Linked DNA regions of Mus musculus: region 2 is linked to region 1. The links are chromatin contacts, called in public HiCAR-type maps. All regions are on one chromosome and are shown on one strand. Each heading gives the region's core, a stretch centred on a gene start, on an enhancer-like site or on the middle of the called end of the contact. The rest is flanking DNA. Distances are from core to core; before and after follow the strand shown. Region 1 overlaps Dcbld2 (discoidin, CUB and LCCL domain containing 2). Region 2 holds the start of Arl6 (ADP-ribosylation factor-like 6).

Region 1 (6,276 bases), core at 1,864-4,363:
TGCCCTCCAACCTCTGGGTCCCCAGAGACAGGATAGTGTATCTCCATAGACTAACAGCTAATGCTTGTAAATATGTCTAGTTGACGACCTTCAAATCCATGGCTTTCATACCTACAGATTGGAAAGATTCAGAGGAAATCCTGTTTCTGTGCTGTGTAGCCTTTTTTTCAATGTTGTTTCCCCCCAAAAATATGGTGTTACAACTGTGTGTATATATCACATATATATTTCCTTTGGCATTGTAAGTATCCCAGAGATGACCTGGTGTTAACAGAGAGCATGCTATGTGCCAGTGCTGTTCCAGTTTATATCAAAGATTGAAGCACTTGCAGGTCTTAGTGTCCACCAGGGAGTATGGGATGTCCTGGAAGTGGACCCTACAGACAACAAGAGACGGACTGCATGTTTGTAGGTTTCTGGTGGGACACAAAGGCAGGGTCCCAAGAAGCAGTTACTTAGTTGTTTGCAAATCAGAAGTTTGTAGCAAACACTGTTTTAGAGATTTCAAAGTTAACTCTAGGGAACCAAGTTGATTTTCCTCTCTCCTTCAGGTTGCTATGGGACTCTGGGGATGGAGTCTGGTGTGATTGCCGATCCCCAGATAACAGCATCGTCTGCACTGGAGTGGACTGACCACATGGGGCAGGAGAACAGCTGGACAGCGGAGAAGGCCAGGCTGAGAAAACCCGGGCCTCCCTGGGCTGCTTTTGCCACTGATGAGCATCAGTGGCTGCAGATAGACCTTAACAAGGAGAAGAAGATAACAGGTTAAGAGACACGGCTTTCTGCAGCACTGCACTGCACTGCACTGCAGCACTGAGTTTATTTGGAAACCCATGGCAGCTGAAATTTTCGGAAATTAGGTCACTGAAAATTATATAGCTTCAGTTTTCTTTGCGGGTATTAATGTTGCTTGGGTACTTTTTTTCAATTTGGCCAAAAGAAGAATTAGTATTTAATTTTTAATTGTTCTAGTTTAATGTGATCTTTTTAGGGTAGAGTTTCAGTAAAGTGATCTTTGAGTCTTGAAAAATCTTAGTTATTTAGAAATGTATAGTTAAGGAGAATGTATTTTAAATGCTATTAAGTACCTTGTATTCCACATGTACTGAGTATCAACTTAACTTAGGTAAACTTAGCAGTGACTTGAGATAATTTTGGTTTAGATACGTTTGTTAAAAGACTGACTTTTGCCTACCAGTCATCATGCTTAATGTCCATACCCAGGCAATCATTCCTAGTAATTGGAATGTAGCTTCTAATGGTGTGAATGCAGGCTGCAAAAGTACAATAGCCCTTTCCTTGCATGTGCCCGCAGTTCTTCCATCTCTCCAAGGGAGCAAAGCCAGGGCTTTAGCTGCTAATACAATGTAATTGTCCACAAAGATAGAAACAAGCCATAGAAATGCTTGCAGGGCGTATCAGGTGTGTCTAGCTGACTTTGGGAGCCTGAGGCTGCGCACTCATGAGAAGAACTCTATCCTGCAGGTATCGTAACCACTGGGTCTACCATGATAGAACACAGTTACTATGTGTCTGCCTACAGAGTCCTGTACAGTGACGATGGGCAGAGATGGACTGTGTACAGAGAACCTGGTGTGGACCAGGACAAGGTAAGGCGATCCTGTAATGTTAAATGCCATGTTGTCTCACTCTACTCTCTCCTGGTTGTTTTCGGTACTGCTTGCTACTGTCTTCCTAGTGTTTCTAAGCAGGCTTAGAAAATTGTCGGTGATTCTAGGTCTTTGTGATTGTATAATTAGAACTGGTTATAATTGTTATTGGATAATTATCCAAGTATTTTGGCTGCTAAAGTAAGAACTTCTAAATAGTTACCTTCAGTTCCTTGGTTTTTATAAAGCCTACCAAATAATGGAACCTTGACTTTGTTCTCAGATTTTGACTAAGCAAGAGGAAAGGGAGGTGGAATAAAAGGTGAAGTACACTAAAGATAGAAAGGCCATTGTAAGATCACCTCAGCCGTTTCTGTGCCAGGACAAATCTGGTCTTCCCACTGCAGAATTCCCATAGTTTCCAAGACACTTCAGCATTTTTGTTTTAGTGAAATCCTGTGGAGACACTGGAACTGGACAAGCAGGGACAACATGGGAGAATATTGGAAGTATGTCACTGGGGTGTTGTCCCATCCCCAGCTTCCTGCTCTACCCTTGAGAGAATCTCAAAATGAAGGCACCTCTGTCCCCAGGGAAGATGGGTGGTGCTGTGTGGAGTGGGGACTGACGGCTTCTTTCAGTGAGAAGCGCAGTACTTCCCAGACTTTCCCAGCCCGCTTCTTATTTCATAATCTATCTCATGGCGACCGCACAGTGACCCTGTTGCCCCTTCTTGTTCTTTCATTACATTTTTTTTCTTCTCCCCATGAAGTATCCTTGGAGGAGTTTGTTGTTTTGGTTTGGTTTAGTTTTTGTGGGGTTCTTTGTTTTGTTTTAGTTTGTCTTTCCATTGTTTTATTCTCCTGCAGTGTCCAACCTTTTAATTTCATCTAATGGATTTTTAATTCCAATACTGTATTTTTTTTTCTCTCCTTCATATTTACCTTGGGTTTTAAATTTTCTTCCATATATTTTTTCATAGGCATATGAGCACGGAGTGTGTTCATCTGGTAATTTTACCAAACACACACCTCAGTGCTAGCCATTATGCTATTGATTGCTTCTGGGTGTTTTTATTAGCATTATTAATCCTCTGTGTGTGTGTGTGTGTGTGTGTGTGTGTAAAGCTTTATTCTGGGATGCAGTTAAGCTACCAGGAAAACATTTCTTTATACGTATTGCTAACTTGACAGTCACCATTGAGACAGTGTCCCAAGTATTATGAAATTTACTCATGAGCTGATGATGGAGAGCGTTTTGAAGCCTGTGTTGTCATAAGCTTGTTCTACTTATCACAGGGTTCTTTTTCTGACTCTAAGTTGCTTCTGGCTGAGGACTTAGGGGAAGTTTCATACAGAGCCCAGTGGCCTTGCTGTAGTTCATCCATTCCTGCTGACACTCATTCTGTCCCTTTCCTGTCCTTACTCTGCTAAGCTCTACCCCAGAAATTCTAGGTTTCTGCTGACCTCATGGCTAGCAAGTTCTCTAGAGTGTGGGAAAGCCTTGCCCTGTGACCTGGAAATTCACCAGTCAGTACTGATAAGCAGAGTGTGTCTTGTTTGGGCCCCTACTCTGTAGTTCTGACCCTTTGCTGCCCGTTGCCCAGTGTCTTGAGAACTACTGCGTCCTGCCGTGCCCTTTCCCAGTTCTTCTGTTGTTCATGGCTGAGGTCCAGCTTCTCTCACTCAGTTACTGACAGAAGAGGAAGGCTCTGAACTTAATGAAATAGCACATATCTTCACACTTCAATCTGTCCATCTCTTCGCTTCTCGGGTAACTTGTATTTGTTTTGACATGTCTTCTAGGTCTCTGCATACCTACAGAGCCTGAGCCAGAAAGTATAACCAATCTCCTAAACTTCCATAATTTATTGCTTTCTAATACTACACCATGTTTGTATTCAGGGGAGAATGAGAGAGAATGTGTGTACTTTTTCAAAAATGTTTCCTAAGGATGTCTAACAACCTTCCCTGTGCATCAGATTCTCAGTGAATGTTGGCAGATGGACTAGAGCATTTCGTTAGGGTCACGTATAGCCAGCCCAGTGTGCACTGTGTACTTGAGGAAGACCTTGAACTTGTGATTCTGAAACTGACTTCATTACAGATGTGCTGCACCACACCCAGTTCTATGAGGAGATGGGAAGAGAACTTATGACTTTGTGCACATAAGCAAGCAGTCTGGCCTACATCCCCAGCCTTTGCCAACAGTTATGTCCTGAAATGTTGTTTCAGTCAGTTCCTGTTCACTGATAACAAAACTGTCAGCATTGGCCTTTAATCTATGTTAGAGCAGGAGCTAGGGAAAGTATGGAAGCTTACAGAAAGGGGGACTGTTGGAAGTATAGAGAGAACATTATAGAAACTAAAAGATCTTAATGTATCTTCCAGCATGTGTAATCTAGTTACAGGCAGATGGACCAGGAAGAAATAGCTGTCCTACTTGGGCATGACTTAGGAAGTCCAGTATGCACATGTTCTCGCTTTAGCTAGTGGAATGGATGTGGCTAATTTGGCACAAGGGGAAAACAAGGCCCTGCTTAACTCATTGAAGCCCTGCGATTAAGTCAGAAGTCACAGTCAGCTCAGCTCCTGCTGCTGGCCTCACACTGTCACTCTGTGGCCACTCTTTCTGTGCCCTGCCTTGAGGACCACTAATGGCAAATCCATGAAAGTACTGTATAAATAGGGCTGACTGAGGAGAAAACACATTTGCTTGAAAGGGTTGAGGTAATGAGATAATCACTTTTAATCATGTTTTCTACTTAAAGATTGTTTTTATAATGCATGTGTAGCTGTTGAGTTCCAGTCGTTAAATCAAACACAGAATAGCATTTCAGGGTTGTTGCTACTTGGGGTAAGCAGCAAGTCCTGACAACTGGGATTGTGGTGTGAGGAGTGCCGTAACACGGTTGGTCCAGCAGGTGGAGGTAGAGGCCTGGCCCATGAGCTGAGGCCTTTGTGTGATGGCTCTTTTTCACTTTAAATATAAACTTTAGATGATCGTTAGTTCCACAGGGATTGACGATGATAGTTTATTGATGCGATGAGCTGTGGCCCTGCAGTTGAAACGTTTCCCGTATTGCCAGGTTAGCTATCACTCCTGTCCAGTTCGTAAGCCATCCTAACAACATTTTTGTAGTTAGTGTTTCCCTCAGATAAGCTTCCAGGTAAAATGTGCAGTGTTTTAATAACTGCTTTTCCAAATGCTGATTGAGTTGTTTTCTGAGAAGTCTGTTCTGTCATCATTCTTTATCGATGTTGTTGAACATGCTTAGCTGGAGCAGTCTAGTTCTGGTCTCTTTTTGATGTAAAATACCAATTTTTGTTATTTTTTAAAGATATTTCAAGGAAACAAAGATTATCACAAGGATGTTCGTAATAACTTTTTGCCACCAATTATTGCACGTTTCATTAGAGTGAACCCTGTCCAGTGGCAACAGAAAATTGCCATGAAAGTGGAACTGCTCGGATGTCAGTTTACTCTCAAAGGTAAAGAGCCAGTGTGGCCAACAGTGGTCCCCACCATTGCCCTTTTAAATTTCCCACTTAACTGACACACAGTCATCACACACTTATGGTATACCGAGACATTTCAGTGTGTGTATGCGTATATAATGATCAGATCAGGTAATGATCATGTCAGGTAGATACAGTTTCTTTGTATTTGACACTTTTCAAAGTCCTCTCTCTAGTAGGAACTGCTCATTTGTTTCCCTGTTAAAATGTTGCCATCAGAATAGTTTCACAATGCAAATGAGACTCTCCAGTTCTGGTCTTGGAGACTTTTAAAATTAGGTTCTGTGTATTAAGATCCATGCATTGAGGGTTAGAGCAGCAACCTAAGCTTGAGTAACTTTTATTTTGAATTAACAAAAAACTGGAATAAATTCACCCAATATTTTATAATGTTTTAATGTTATTTCCTTATATTTCACAAAGCTATCATTGTGCCAGACATAGTTGGCTCTCCATACACACTCGTTAAATGAACTGAATATAGCATATATTAGGTTATAGCTATAGAATTGGATAGCCAATAATCTTCTAAGGTTACCTATGAATTAGTTAATTATTTAATTATTGAAAATCTGGAAAATCTTATAAAGCCTGAAAAATCTTAGTTTTCTTGCATTTAATGCAAAGTATAATTATCCATTGGATTCTGAGATTTAAAATTGTTCTGCAGAATTAAGCAATTTAGGAAATGTTGAACATTTAACATTGCTCTTTTTAAACTATAATTTTTTTTCAAAGCAAAATGTATAAGCATTTCTAACCCCCTTTTTAAGGTCGCCTTCCAAAGCTTACTCCACCTCCTCGGAACGGCAATAACCTCAGAAATACTACAGCTCGTCCCAAACTAGGTAAAGGTATGCCTGCTTTTAATGTGAGACTTTGACATGTCCTGTAACTATATTTAAAACATAAAACTGAACTTTCCTTAAGTTATTAATGTTTAAAAAATAAAAAAAGGTTTCTTCAAACTTTTTTCAAGGTCGTGCCCCTAAATTTACTCAAGTGCTCCAACCTCGAAGTAGGAATGAACTTCCTGTGCAGCCGGCGGAGACAACTACCACTCCTGATATAAAAAACACGACTGTAACTCCCAGTGTAACCAAAGGTAGGTAGATCAGGCACGGACTCTTCCCTGGTGGGGTTCT
Region 2 (5,703 bases), core at 121-2,620, 1.2 Mb after region 1:
ATTACATAGAGAGGTGGGGGGAGAGGAGAGAGAACATGGTATAAAGTTGATACTGACGTAAACTATGCCTTAAAGGATAAAAAAAAAGAAAAAAGAAAAGAAAACCCAGCATATTCGCTAGATTAGGAACAAAATATACCTTCAGCTTAAAAAGTCTTACTGTATGTATTGTATAACGCTGGCAAAATTGATAGCTAAAGTAAACTTGGCTAAAATGAAACAACTCCTGTTCTTGAATCAAGAACACTTAGGTGTCTGAGCTGCTTTCTGAGAAGAATCAGCTTTCCAAAGGATTAGGTGGTTACCAGAAAAGCACTGAAGATTTAACATGTTATCCACATGTTAAGACCTTAGCGTTAAGCTGCAGAGAAAGATGAGATGAGACAGAGAAAAACGCCAGAAATGCTACTTTAAACATGATAGTAGTGTGGGCTGTTGAACATTCTTACTACCCCAATAAAACAATCTTATTAAGTTAGAAAATTTGATGATGAAATTTCAACCAAATTATTCATACATCATATAAAAAGGTCCGTCTTGGGCAGCGTTAAAGTCAACCAAACAAGCAAACAGCATTGGCCCAAAGCAGTTCAATACATTTTCGAAGCTCCTTGGTATACATCACATAAACTCAATTTTTTCCCCATCTCTCACAGATGAGAGATGATCTAACTCACTTAGATTCAAAAATACGGGTAATAGTTTAGAGTAATTCTAAATCGGACAGGGAGCGGGTATTCTCTGTCTACCAGGGTGGAAATGGCTGCGAACAGGTAGCGGGAACTTTTTGAACTAGTGGATCCTGCCGCCGGTTCCACAGCGCTACAGACACCGTGGAAAGGTCGTGTTCATGTTATCAAGGGTGAAGCTGATGGCGTGAAAAATCATACCCAACAGAGCTGAAAGAGAACACACAGATGATGGTGAAGAGAGAGAAAAAGCGGGGTGCGGATGGAGGTACCTGATCTTTGACGCCAATCCAAAGGCCAAGGGGCTGACAAGGACAGGAAAGGACGCACTCTTGTACCCGTTTCCGCGGTGGGATCTTCCCCGGAGCCTCAGCCTTCCTCTCTATGCCTCCGTAGGAAGGTTCCCTTGTCCCAAGCACAGCCCCTTCTACAAGTTGGGAGAAACAGCCGGTTCACCCAGGATGCGAGCATCAGTGGCTGAGCAGGCGCCCCGGCGCGCGGCGTTCCCTTGGCAACGGGAGCTTCTTCCGGTCCCAAAGCCACGCCCACCCGGGCGTCGTAGGTGTCCGCCCACAGGTTCTCCTTTCTGCGGCTGGAGAGCTCTGGGTAAAAAAATTAATGGCCTGATTCCCGCAGAGGAACTCTGTTAGCGAGAGTGTGAGCACGGAAGACACGGGGAGCCGCCACTGCATTGGGAGCCGAGTGGTAGCTCCCGTGCTGCTGGGACGCAAGGGAGCTGGAGGCGCGCGCACAGCCTGCCGGGAGGCGTGCGGGGCGGCCTTAGCTGCGCGCGCATCGCTGGTTGCTGGCCTCCGGGGTTCTGGTTAGCGCTTTTGGCCGGACTGCCATATCTGTGGGTGGCAATGTTTTGGCTTGACCGCCCTCGTCGTGGGCGGCGTGAGGCAGGGAAAGGATCTACTTAGATATGCTACTCCCATTACACAGAGCCTTTCCTAGGCTCAGCTAGGCCTGAGAGCGAGCGAGCGAGCTCTGCAGAATACAGTTGTAAGTACAGGCAGGAGAGGGAAACTGGTCAAAACCAGTCAGTATTTAAAAACAGAAACATTATTTGGCAAAGGAAGTGTGACCCTGTCCCTAGTTCTTAGCTGTCTGTTGTCCCGGATATTAACTAACACCAGACATGAGTTTGTGGATCAGAGAGTTTGATAGTTACCGTTCTTAAAATCACTTGGAGTTTATAGCAATAGAAATAATTTGTGCTAATTGAAAGTTTTTTAGATAGACACTTTCCCGCCCATTTGCATTGTTCCCAACAGACAGGCTACAGATGCAACAATTAAAGATCTACATTTTATTTTATTTATTTTTACTTTTTTTTTTTTTTTTTGACTTCAAACTAGCCATTTCCCCCATCCTACTCCTCAATGAATGACTGCATGACAAACTTGTATTTGAAAAGTTTCATCTCTTCATATCACTTGTTAGCATAAATGTGGGATGTTACTTTACTGGTTTTACCAGTTAGTATGTTCAACTACCATACTTGTTTTTCTGCCCGTTAAGGAAGCTGGCCGATTATTTGGACTTGGAGTAGGGTGAAGAAACTGAAAGGAATTCCATCAAAGAGATAGTGGTTAAGACACTGGTATATGCACTGCGGTAGAGTGCTTTTCTGGTGCCTTTCCAAATTCCTTAGTACTCCTAATGTGGAGTAAGGTCTAGTTCTGGTCTCCTGACTCTTGTAAGGCAAAAACCAGACTGAGTGAACAAAACTTCTATAGTTTGTACATCCAAAGGTAGTAACATAAATGCCCTTGTTAAAACAGAAAATGGAAATATACTATACTCTGTGGTCTAGTAAAATTACCCTTTGTGTATATTTCATCTTTGTCTTCAAAAATGTATCTAATCTAGTGGTTTTGAGGACAAAGGAAAGAAAAAAGTATGCATGTCTGACCAATAGATAGCACGTGTTCAATAGATAAGCTTCCTTCGTTGTGAATTTTTTATTACTCAAAGAAAATCAGCTCAGTTCCTGATGTGGTTGTCCTTTAACTTCTGGCCCCAAATGCAGGGGTTCCTAATTTACCAGGAACTATTAAACCGCTTCTCTTTGGCTCACTTTGACAAAACTTGGATGCTTATTTGCTTATATAATATTTTCTCTCTAGACATAGAATAGAGCTTATGTCTCTGATTTTCCCCCTTTAGGCAGATATTATCAGATTTTTTTTTTTCCTACAAAGCATTAGGAGGAAACTAAATATATAAGAACAGACCGAGCAACCATTTTTATAGTAAATTTAGATGACATTTAAAAATTATTTTTGTTGGATTTATTGACTTTTTTTATGTTTGTTTTGTCTGCTTATATGTATGTGCACCACAAGAATACTTGGTGCCTGGAGAGATCAGAAGAGGGTATCATATCTACTGAGACTGGAATCAGGGAAGATTGTGAGCCACCATGTGGGTGCTACGACTCAAACCTGACTCCTCTGCAAGAGCCACGAGTGCTCTAAACCATGGAGCCCTCTTCATCCCCAACTTAGGTGATTTTTAACAACAAAAGGTGAACAGTTTTGTTTTTTGTTTATTTAAGTGTAGTTGATCTGCTGTTTTATTGTATTAGAGATTAAAGAGTTCACATGACTCCTAAATTCTATTTAGTAATCTAGAAAATGTTGAAAAAAAATGAACCCTAAAACAGTGTAAATATTTCAGTTGTTTGGATCTGCTGTTTTGATGGTTGGCAGCTGTAACCTATCTTGAGTAAACCCAAAAGCAAGACGTAATTCCACTCGACTTACAAAGTTAGTTTGACTCTCTTGATTTTATTGTGAGCACAACAAGCTTTTAAAACATTATGTGATTTTTCTCAAGTCTAGAATACATGTAGAAGGGTTTTAGGTTCATTTCAGAGTGGCTTGTAGCTATAGTCAGACAACTATAAAAGAGTGAGGTACATCAGATATGTTACTTCTAATCATCTCAAGATGGTGTGGATGTTTTTTCTTGTCAGCAACATAAGGAATCTGGAAAATCCCTGATTTATAATATACTGGAAATTTTGTAATGGACACTGATGGCCTGAAGATTTGTTAGCCCAGTTGATGTTGCCTGTGTGCTGATTACGTATCTGTAAAAACTACCTCTGTAATACGTAATTCCATTCACCCAAATCTCACTAAACATTTGCCAGTATAAAATCACTACAAAAATATGTATCCATTAATTATAGTGATTTCTGTGAATTTATGCCTAGACCTCAAAGTCTGTAATTATTTGGAAAAATGGCAACTATTTTTTACACTCATAATTACTAAAGTTCTAAACAGCACATAGACATACTAAAAAGTAAATTACAATAATATACTTGCATATAACAGTACAAAACATCACAAACTCAACCACCAAAACTGTAACTTTTATTTGGTAATAGATATTTTAATAAACAGGCTTTCTCCATCTTTAAGACCCTGATAATGCCTTTTAGGAAATCATAGAAAAATAAAATACAATAATTAGCAATTTGTACTTTGTACAAAAATCTCACTATGTTGCTCAGCAGGTTGTTTTGCTAAACACCATATCCTTTCAGCAACTAGATAACAAATATAATTCAGTTTACCATAAATGACCCCTCTTATTGGGAGCTGGGCATTCTATAACACTATTACCTTGTTTGCATGCCAGCACATGAACATTTACATGGAATATTATAGTAGTTTAATAAGATGAAAATAGTACCACCTTCCAATGAAACTGAAGTACTTCATTGCTATGGTTAAGTAGGTAGTAGAAGAATTGCAGTTCAAATAGCGCCATTTTGCTGCATTTATGTCTCTACCATATTGGAATTACAACTAAAATGAAAACATCAACTGTATAAGCAACCTTGGAAGAAACATGTATGCCCTAAATAGTGATATGATTCCAAACAGAAAACATGATGTGGTGCTATCCCTTCTCATTGTCACAAACAGATTCAAACCCTCTTGCAAAATAGATGGCTCTAGTACCAGCTAAATACTTGAAGAATGATAGCCTTGAGTCCGTTAACAAGGAAAGACTTTATAAGTCTTTAAATTATGGGGAAAAAAGTATTGTGGCTGCAGTTTTTGATTAGTCAAATATAATCTGTGAAGGTGATTAAATAAGTCTAGACAGATGTTATCTAGGTATTATACAGAATACACTATTTTGTACTGTTTTTTAGGATTTGTGCCACAAAGACATTTGTACTTAATATTTTGAATGCACTGAGAATGTCTACCATTTAAAATTTGAGTATTTAAATATTTAAATTATTTAAGCAAATAGGAATTTACATGTATACTTACATATTTATATTTTAGGTTGTGCTAGAATAGCAAAAATATGGAGACCAATCTTATCCCATTAGTCACAATCTAATTTCACATAAAGCCCAAAGAAGAAAGATGCATCTTTAAAGTCCCACACATCAGATACAGTGTATCCAGAAATGAAGCACCCAGCACTGTTCGTTTGTTTTTAATCCTTTTCCTTAAGTCAAGAGGGACAGAGAACAAAACACCCTCACATCACCCATCGACTTGGTCTAAATGACAACATATTTTACAGTGTCTTCTCGGTGGAAACAAAACAAAAATGTTTCTCTTAAAAGGTTAATATCTTCACCCCTATTTTTTTGCTTTTTAAAATATAGATAGGAGCTTAAGCACTTCCAAAATAGGATTTGAGAATATTGTTAGGTTAAATAAACACTGCACCTCTTTCAGAACAAACTAGTTTTAATTTTCATAGCTTTTGATAGAACAAATACCAAATGTTTCTGCCATTTACTCTGTAAGAGGCAAACGTAAGTAAGAAAACAGGACAAATACTAGTACCCTTGAGAAGTCCTCAATCTGTACTATTCGGGCAGAGAGGACTCATTAGAGTCCTTGGGAAACAAAGTGTTGGGTCTTCTAAAAACATAGCTTAAAACTATTGATGAAGATGCCTTTGAAGTATTTTGTTTTCCTCAATATTTAATATATATATACACATATATACAAATGTATGTACA

Evidence for each region. HiCAR-type assays count read pairs that join an accessible place to other places.
Region 2: a HiCAR-type map of astrocytes shows a contact between it and region 1, with 4 times the contacts expected there. The contact joins the promoter of Arl6 here to the enhancer-like site in region 1. A contact is called at or near these places in 6 of 39 promoter capture datasets (the 3T3-L1 cell line, the C10 cell line, hippocampal neurons and 2 more), 1 of 115 datasets of contacts at active chromatin or transcription factors (astrocytes) and 2 of 9 other capture datasets (adipose tissue and embryonic stem cells).

Annotation. Positions count from the first base shown.
Region 1 is chr16:58,450,173-58,456,448 of GRCm38.p6, forward strand. It overlaps Dcbld2 (discoidin, CUB and LCCL domain containing 2), which reads left to right. Exons shown (of 16, transcript NM_028523.3): 8 at 552-767; 9 at 1,489-1,613; 10 at 4,954-5,104; 11 at 5,905-5,985; 12 at 6,111-6,236. Among named protein-coding and RNA genes, the nearest start is that of Gm33475, 23 kb to the right of the region's middle. Within about 2 kb of position 3,114, at least 30 of the 459 cell types and tissues checked have an H3K27ac peak or open chromatin away from gene starts, as enhancers often do. A contact at or near this core is called in adipose tissue, astrocytes and liver, where this site is marked.
Region 2 is chr16:59,637,969-59,643,671 of GRCm38.p6, forward strand. It overlaps Arl6 (ADP-ribosylation factor-like 6), which reads right to left and starts at 1,371. Exons shown (of 8, transcript NM_019665.3): 1 at 962-1,371. All of the region lies in intron 1 of 4930547E14Rik (RIKEN cDNA 4930547E14 gene), which reads left to right. It also overlaps a transcript of Epha6 not described here.